2 separate regions of the Mus musculus genome follow, and region 1 is linked to region 2. Evidence: chromatin contacts called from public ChIA-PET data. All regions are on one chromosome and are shown on one strand. Each heading gives the region's core, a stretch centred on a gene start, on an enhancer-like site or on the middle of the called end of the contact. The rest is flanking DNA. Distances are from core to core; before and after follow the strand shown. Region 1 overlaps Cep57l1 (centrosomal protein 57-like 1). Region 2 overlaps Ccdc162 (coiled-coil domain containing 162).

Region 1 (4,131 bases), core at 42-2,541, 160 kb before region 2:
TGTAGCTGTAAAGGGTTGCACCACTTGGCTCCCAGTGGGTCGAATGCATGCAGGCGCGTACACACACACACACATACACCATCTAATTTTTGACATGTGTGACTAGCTCAAAGGCTGGGCACTCCTAAACCTTCCCTTAATAGCAAATGACCTCCTGCAGTATTCCTGAGACTCCTAAACTTCCGCCTGTCACCCTAATCCCCGAATTGGCCACTTTCCTGCATTCTTACATGGCTTGTTGGCTTTCTCTCCTGCAGCTCTTATGTCCCATCCTTCTCCCCCAAGTCTTCCTTCTCCTCCCTCCCCCACCTCTCGCCCTAGCCCATGCAAATCTAAGGGTCTTGCCCCATATCCCTTTGCCCAGCCATTGGCCGCTGGTATCTTTATTAATCGATCAAAAACCAATCGGGGACAAGGACCTTCAGCATTTGGACATGCAGATTCCCAATTTGAGGACCAGGTTATTTCAAAGCATTGGAACCAATCCCCAATATAGACCTGTCCTGAGAACTTCCCATCACAGCCCTTGCTGTGTCTGAATTTGTGCCCAGCCTCCCACCCCCACCCCCAAGGTCTCCACCTAAAAGTTTGTTTTAATGGGGTTTGGGTATTGCAGAGACCTATCGGGAATGAGCATAAATCACCTTTGCAGAAGAGTCTTTTTTGTGTGTGACGTAGGAAGTCAGAGCAAGGGCTTTCACATGGTAGGAAGCACTCCACCATTGAGCGACATTCCCAGAATGATTTAAACATGAACTTCAAAGAATTCCTCAGTTCTATGAAATTAATTGAAAACCAAGAATTCTACAATAAGGCTCACTGGTGGAGTACCAGTTAGGGATGTGCAAGGCCTGGCTGTAATGCAAAAAATGAAGACATATGAAATGGAAATTCCAAGATGCACTGTGATCACACCTGTAATCCCTGCTCTCCGGAGGCTGAGGAGGGAGGCTCTTAAGTTCATGATCTGGGTGCTTTGAGCAAGACCCACTCACAAAAACGAAATCGCTGACCATAAATTAACCAGCCACTGCAAACAGGTAGCAGACCCCACACATGACAGAGATTGAGTTCTCAAATTATCAAAGAAAAGTAAGTTTGTCGAGAGACTTTTCTGTAAGAATATGCTGCTAGCAAGCTACTTTTAGAATGACGGCTTTGCTTCTGTTTACCATTCCAGAGGACAGAGCCCACCAAGGTCGGGGGGGCAAGGCGGCTGGAGCTTGAGGCCCACCCAGCAGTTAGGAACAGGAAGTAGAACAGGAAGTGTGGCTAGGCGCTCCTCTCAAAGCCCGCCCCCAGTGATTACCTCCTAAAAGTTAGAGCATTCTTGGCTTGCTGGAGAGTGAGTGACTGAGACTCAAACTCAGCAACCTCTAAGAAAGTGAAGTCATGTCCAGTGAGATTAGAGAAAAACCGTCCTGTTCCGCCTGCCTCTGCAGGGAGTTTGGCTGCGCTTCCCACAGAGCTGACTCAGACGCTGAGGCAGGTGCTGGGCTTCAAGGAAGCAGAGACGCCACTCCCAGAGTGGAAGTGCAGGCTGAGGTATGAGAAGGCCGAAGCTGACTTCTGGGCCCCCGGAAATCAGGAACAAAGTATTGGGGGTCCACAGGGCCTCAATGGGGCTGGGACTGGGGGCACCCAAACTCATGGGCATCTGGGTGTCACTGAGTCTCGAGGAGTTGGGAACAGAGTCAGGGGCCTGCGGGCTGAGGACAGCATCTAGTCTGGGGTGGGGACCAAGGGGAGCTCTGGTTTAACTCAGCAGTGATTGTCCTTAGCTTTGTGGTGGTTGTGGCTTGAAGCGCAGAGAAGCCTTCTACAGGAGAATTAAGCGCGGTAGTCAAATGCCTTCTTCATGGCTCCCCACGGCAGATCTTGATGAAAGAGACAGTCCACTGTTCTAAGCTGTTTATTGACGACTGCTCATCGTGGAAAATGGATACATACCGTACCATGCCAACTTCTCGGGTGGACCCGAGATTAAATACCTTTTGCTGGGAGATAGAATGTCTGGAAAGGGAAGCTTATTGGCTAAACCCTCAGGGCCTGTAGGTACTTCATTAGCATGGAGAACTCTGTTCTGTGCCTACATGACCACAGATCAAGCTTCCTTATGTGTCGAGTGCGACTTGTATTCCAGGCCTGGAATCTGGCAGGGAGCGGTGGAGTTGCCTAAATCTCAGGTATATGTCCACCAGGTCTCTGGGTCTCAGACCCACTCTACCTTACCAAGCTTCTTGTCATGGTTTTACCATCCCACAGAGAAGCAATAGTCAAAATCAGTGACAGCTGGGACATTTCTCACACTGATGTAGGAAGGTTTTAGAAGATAAATAAATCCCAAATAGGGCTATGGAAAAAGAGAGTCACACCTAAACACACCATGACAGTTACTGCAAAGCTACAATAGTCCCCAGAGAGACAGCCAGCCAGCCATGCTGGGAAGGTGGAAGATAGAGAGAGCATCATAGTGCTTCCAACCCAGAACCAGACAGCAGCGTTACCTTTCTTCTTAAGACTGCTCAAGACTTACATTATTTTCCATTTGTATGTATGTGTGTATGTACAGGAATGTAGGTGGAGGCCATAGAGGCCAGAAGAACATAGCTGATCCCATGGACTTAGAGTTCCAGGGGGTTGGGAGCCATCTGATGTTTAAGTGCTGGGAACAGAACTCAGATCTTTTGCAGTACAGCAAGTGCTCTTAAAAGCTGAGCCATCTCTCCAGCTCCTGCACAATTAACTTTTAAAAGAATGTAAGAGAGATATTATGATGCAAAAATTAATAAAATTTGCCCTAATGCTAACTAATCTGGACTTTAAGATGCAGACTTTATGAAGGAGGAATGTAGATGCAGCAAGGAATGGTGAGGAGGCACGGTGGCTGGGCTTGGAGTGACAGGAAGCCGGCCCCGTCATGGAGGTGCAGTGTTCAGAGTATTCTTGGGACCAGCCACCACAGAAGGGAGGGAGGGAGGGAGGGAAGCAAGCAAGCAAGCAGGAAATGTGAATTTCAGAGTGGAGTGAAGTGTCAGGAAAGATTTCACAGGTCCCCCTGGGTTCTGGAGCTGAGGCTGTCCTTCAGGTACGTTATGTTAACGTTATGCTCATGTTATGTTGGAGCAAGAGGGGCCTGATACAGAGTCCCCAGAGCAGACAAGGCAACAATGGAAACAAATGCCATAAATGCCAAGTTGTTTAAGTGAAAAATGTATAAGTCCATTTATGTAAAGTTTAAAATCCATGAATACCAATACAGTAAAGGTGTGTGCCAGTGTACTACAGTGTTCCTTTAGCTATATGTATTGTATACAATTTTACTTTTATGTGTATGGGTTTGCCTGTGTGTATGTCTGTACACCATGTGTGTACCTGGTATCCTCAGAGGCCAGACGAGGGAGTCAGAGCCCTGGAGCTGTGGTTACAGTTCCCTGTCATGTGGATTCCGGGACCTGAACCCAGGTCTCTGAAAAAGCAGTCAGTGCTCTTAACTGCTGAGCCATCTCTATAGCCCTGTAAGCACAAATTGTGTCTTATAAAATCAAATTCTAAGATACTAAGAAGAAACCTGTTGATTACTCTTGTTTTCTTTTTGTGGTAGGGTCTTGATGCATAGCCCGCACTGACTTAAAAGTCACAATGCTATTACAGAAGAACTAAGTTTAGTTCCTAGAACCCACATCAGGCCGCACACAGCCATCTGTGTATCTATCTCTATAGGTGCCATGCCTCCTTCTGGTCTCTGAAGGCACCCACAGATACATATATATACATACATACATACATACATACATATGAATAAAAATAAAAGAAATATTAAAAAATTTTTGACTCTTTTAGGTCTTTGGATTATGCCTTAATATTTCTGGTTTTCTTGGTTTTACTGTACATGTTTATGTACCTAAAGAGTGTAAACAGAGGGGCTGAAGTCTTGGCTCAGTGGTTAAGCCTGCTTGCTAGTGCTCTCGTGGACCACCTGGGTGCAGATCCCAGCACCCACCATTTGGATTCTGGTTGTAGGGGATCGCACACCATCTGGCCTCTGATGGCACTGCATCAAATGGCACACCCACGTGTATACATGCAGGAAAAGCTCTCCTGTCCATAGCATAAAAACAACCTCTAAAA
Region 2 (4,328 bases), core at 1,062-3,561:
GCTCTACCTTTCAAAGGGACAGCTTTCACTGACCACCTGACGCTCCTAGGACTGGCTACAGGGGTTGATTTTTAAATAAACTCTACCTTGGTCTTACAGGAAGCATTTCCTCAAGTTTGATGCATACAAAAGTTTTATGTGGCTGATTAGTCAGGATTTTAATGGATTTGGATTGAGTTTGGATTAATATTCATGTTTCCAGAAAATGTTTTATATGAGAAAGAAAAAGAGTCGGCCTAAGGACCCCTGGATTTGTAAAGGGGGAGGGTGTTAGGGGGAGTGTTAAAAGCCTGTTGCTTTTAATTAAAGGGCATCAGCAACAGAACTAGTATCTTGCTATGTACCCTAGGAAATCATGAAACTGAGTAGCCAAAGCAGGCCTTGAACCTGGGATCCTTCTATCTTAGTTAGCCTCCTGAGCCGTCAGCCTATTCACCAGTCCAACTCTAATGATCCTTTTATTTCGTTTTGAAAGAAAGTCTTAATTTGTATCCCTTGTTAGCCTGGAACTTGCTCTGTAAACAGGACAGCCTTGAGTTTGGACCAGCCTTCTAGTGCCCAGATTACAGTCATGAGCCTCCCCCCACCCGCAGCCAGCTCCAGTTACTCCTAAATTACCAAAACTTACCAACTTTGTCCAATTCATCTCCAGTGTGAGATGAATTCAGCCAAGAAGGGGCCCAACGGGCTGTAGCAGAGATTACACGTGTTTCCCACCCTTAGCACGGTGTATCCATACAGAATCCATAGAGAATATCTCAGGGAATTATAGTGAGTGAACATATTCTTTTACTTAGCATTTGCTTGTTTCTGCCAACAGTCCTTGGGTTTAGAATATAAATTTAGCAGAGTGCAAAGCTTCATGCTGACTTTCTTACTTTTTATTGACAAACAGCTTTGGATCTGTAGCTTAGTTTAGTTTGTGAGCTGTAAAGCTGTAAAGACTGCTAGATAGTCACCAAGTTGGCCACTGAATTGACCTTTACTCTGAAAGCCCAAGGGTTTGTTCTTTCTTCCGTTGTGGTTTGGTTCCAGCCATAGAGGGTTCTGTCTGGTCCTGTTTTAGGGAAACCACTCTGCTTCCCAACAGTTGCCCTCACAGCGTGACCAGGAATGGGCTGGAGACTGAGTGTCCTACTGCCTGCTTTCAATGTCCTTCTCAGAAGAAACTGTTGGGTTTCATACCTGAGACAAGGGGCTAACATACCAAAGTAGACATGACCTTCAGGTTCTCCCAGCATCCCTCGGTCTCCATCTGTTACAGGATATGGCTGGCATACAATACCCTCTACCCTGAATGACCTCTCCAGCCCAGGGGCTGGGCTTTCCCCAGAGGTTCATGGGCTAGAGAGATGGCTCAGTGGTTAAGAGCACTGACTGCTCTTCCAGAGGTCCTGAGTTCAACTCCCGGCAACCACATGGTGGCTCACAACCACCTTTAATGTGACCCGATGCCCTCTTCTGGTGTGTCTGAAGACACCTACAGTGTACTCAGATACATAAGACTTTTAAAAGCCAACAATAGCACACACATGCTGGTTTTTCTTTCTCTCCTGCTCTCAGCGTCTTTCTCCATACGTGCACTTTTCCTTTCTTGTCCCCCTCCCCTCTGTCTCCCTGCCAGAATGGTGACTTCTCTGACCCACCCTGTGAGATCAGTGAACCCACCCAAGAGGTGACTCCAGTCAACTTGCCTTTCATGTTTTTCAATTCGGTTATTTGAATTGGGTTGTTTCATCAGTGGAGGTAACCTATCAGAAACCACCCAGGTGGCACACATGGTGGTCTTTATTGGTCCATCTTCCTGGTCTTTTTTTTTTCCTCTCCCAGAACACTTCCTTTCACGTGTATGTGGAATCAATTACTCAGTAGATTCAGAGCCTTAGTATATTTAGCTTCAACACCTGTGAACTATGGTAGTTTCTGGGCAGCTTCATGGCAGAGAGGGGACTCAGAAGAGAAGGCTAAAGGGTAGGGATAAAGGCTGAAGGGGGAATGTCACCCTTCCCCATCATCTGAGGTAGCACTGACCCTGCAAATGAAGGGAAATGTTTATATAGTCCAGAGTCAGGACTCAGGTAAACTTCCATGGGTCATCTCAGACTTTACCTGAGCAAGCAGGGCTCTCTGACCCAGAGAAGGATCTGCGCCTGCAAGGGAAAGGTTCCATGTGAGTTTGAAAAGAAAGTTCTAAGCTCCTTCCTGGAGTGAACGGAGCATGTTTCAGCAGCCTCGGGGAAACAGGAAGGACGCAGGGCACCTAAAGTTGCCTGTCACCCTCAACCCACATAGAAGAGACAGAGAGAGGAAGTTGTCTGACATATTTCATACTACCCTCCCCCACCTGCTCTTGAGGTCAGTGGGGGAAACCTGATGAGACTCTGTAGCTGTTTCCTAATAGGTCAGAGTCAAGCTGTCTAGGGCCCAACATTTGCCTCTGTCTGTTGAGGAGTTGTCTAACTCCTGATCCATTACCTTCCTGAGGGTAAGATTGTTTGTAGGGGTGGAGAGTGTCCTTCAGAGGCACCTTGTGGAAGAGGATGAATGGTGTAAAAGGTGTTTCTACCCTCTGTGTGCTGTTGCCATTGGGGTGGTCGGGGGAGGAGAAAGGGGAACCATCCCAAGGATGCTCTCCCCCCAGCAAACCTCCTCTGGGAGCTGCAGGGCGCACGGGTGGACAGCACCAGCTTCATTTCCCTGGCTCTTCTTCAGTTTGTTTCATTTTTAAATCTTAGACTTATTTTTATGCTGGCCTGTTTTAAGTGTCTCTAATCATTCAAATGTCAGCACCTGGCTTAAGACCATCTGAGGGTTTCATGCAACATGGTCTTGGCACATGGCCATGGCCCCAGTCTCTAGTATTTGAGGAATGCAGAGCCATAAGTGTGCCTGGCCTGTCAGAGCAAGTTTTGTTATATCCTTGCTTCTAGGGGAAAGCTCCAGCACACATCTGAGTGTTCCTCGCTTTCTGAGGTCCAGGTTGGAAGCAGCCTGCCTGGTATCAGGCTGTTGGCAGTTCTCGCCCATGAGGCAGGGCTGGCTTCCTAGGAGCCCCCAGCCATGTGTTGATAAGAAAGCATACAGGGTATGCCAGAAATGTTTGAAGAATTAAATGTTGTTGGGGCCTGCAGACTTACATATCCTGGCCAGGCTTTGCCAACTGAGATTCTGAAAGACTTGTCACAATATTTCCAAAGTTACAATGAAACATACACACACATTTGCCTAAATAAATGTAGCAAAAAAATGGTAACATTATTCTTGTCTTTTCTAATCTTTTCTCTTCTTTCATTCTTTTTTCTTTTGTTTGAACTGGAGTCTTAGAACCAGGTTGCAATGAGCCTGGTTTTGGTTGCCAAGTCTGTAGGCTATGATTTTTTTTTCCCTGCCTTTACAGAAAAGGAAAGAGAAATACAGAGAAGTTTTGTAACTTCCCGAGGCCACAGCGGTTGCTGTGGTAGAACTTGGAGTCACACTTCCTATCTGACTCCTCATTCTGTATCCCTTCCTGCAGCCTAAAGCGTGGGTTAAACATTATATACAATTTCTTTTAAAATTGGAAAATACCGGGGCTGGCGAGATGGCTCAGTGGTTAAGAGTACCGACTGCTCTTCTGAAGGTCCTGAGTTCAAATCCCAGCAACTATATGGTGGCTCACAACCATCCGTAACGAGATCTGATGCCCTCTTCTGGAGTGTCTGAAGACGGCTACAGTGAACTTACATATAATAAATAAATCTTTTTTAAAAATTGGAAAATACCAGTCAGATGTGGTTGCATATGCCTGTAATCTTAGAAGGCTGAGGAAAAAGAGATGCTGTGAATTTGAGGCCAGCCTGGGCTACATAGTCAATACCAGGGTAACCAGAGCAACATAAAAAGATTGTGTCTCCCCAGAACAAAAATAGGTGAGGTAGTGTTTATCTGTTGTCTCAGAACTTGGAAGGTAGAAGGATCAGGCATTCTGTACACAGTGAGTTCTAAGCCAGCCTGAGCTGTGTCAGATCCTATCTCAAAGCAAAACAACAACAACAAGAATAAATAAAATAGGAAACTAATATTCTTAGTTATGGTTTCTATTGCTGACATAAAACATCATGACCAAAAGCAACTTGGGAGGAAGGGCTTATTTTAGCTTACCCCTGTACCATCATGCAGGGATGTCAGGACAGGAATTTAGGGCAGGTACCTGGAGGCAGGAGCTGATGTAGAGTCATGGAAGGGTGCTCTTTATGGGCTTGCTCTTCATGGCTTGCTCAACCTGCTTTCTTACAGAACCCAGGGCCACCAATCCAGGGGTGGCACCACCCTCCCAATTAAAAAAAAAA

What was found. ChIA-PET counts read pairs in DNA pulled down with a chosen protein or histone mark.
Region 1: a contact with region 2 is called in an RNA polymerase II ChIA-PET map of effector CD8 T cells, with 31 read pairs. The contact joins two enhancer-like sites. A contact is called at or near these places in 2 of 115 datasets of contacts at active chromatin or transcription factors (effector CD8 T cells and memory CD8 T cells) and 1 of 9 other capture datasets (adipose tissue).

The regions. Positions count from the first base shown.
Region 1 is chr10:41,749,426-41,753,556 of GRCm38.p6, reverse strand. All of the region lies in intron 2 of Cep57l1 (centrosomal protein 57-like 1), which reads left to right. All of the region lies in intron 1 of BC048559 (cDNA sequence BC048559), which reads right to left. Among named protein-coding and RNA genes, the nearest start is that of BC048559, 4.8 kb to the right of the region's middle. Within about 2 kb of position 1,291, at least 76 of the 459 cell types and tissues checked have an H3K27ac peak or open chromatin away from gene starts, as enhancers often do. A contact at or near this core is called in effector CD8 T cells and memory CD8 T cells, where this site is marked.
Region 2 is chr10:41,593,779-41,598,106 of GRCm38.p6, reverse strand. All of the region lies in intron 30 of Ccdc162 (coiled-coil domain containing 162), which reads left to right. Among named protein-coding and RNA genes, the nearest start is that of 5730435O14Rik, 28 kb to the right of the region's middle. Within about 2 kb of position 2,311, at least 131 of the 459 cell types and tissues checked have an H3K27ac peak or open chromatin away from gene starts, as enhancers often do. A contact at or near this core is called in effector CD8 T cells and memory CD8 T cells, where this site is marked.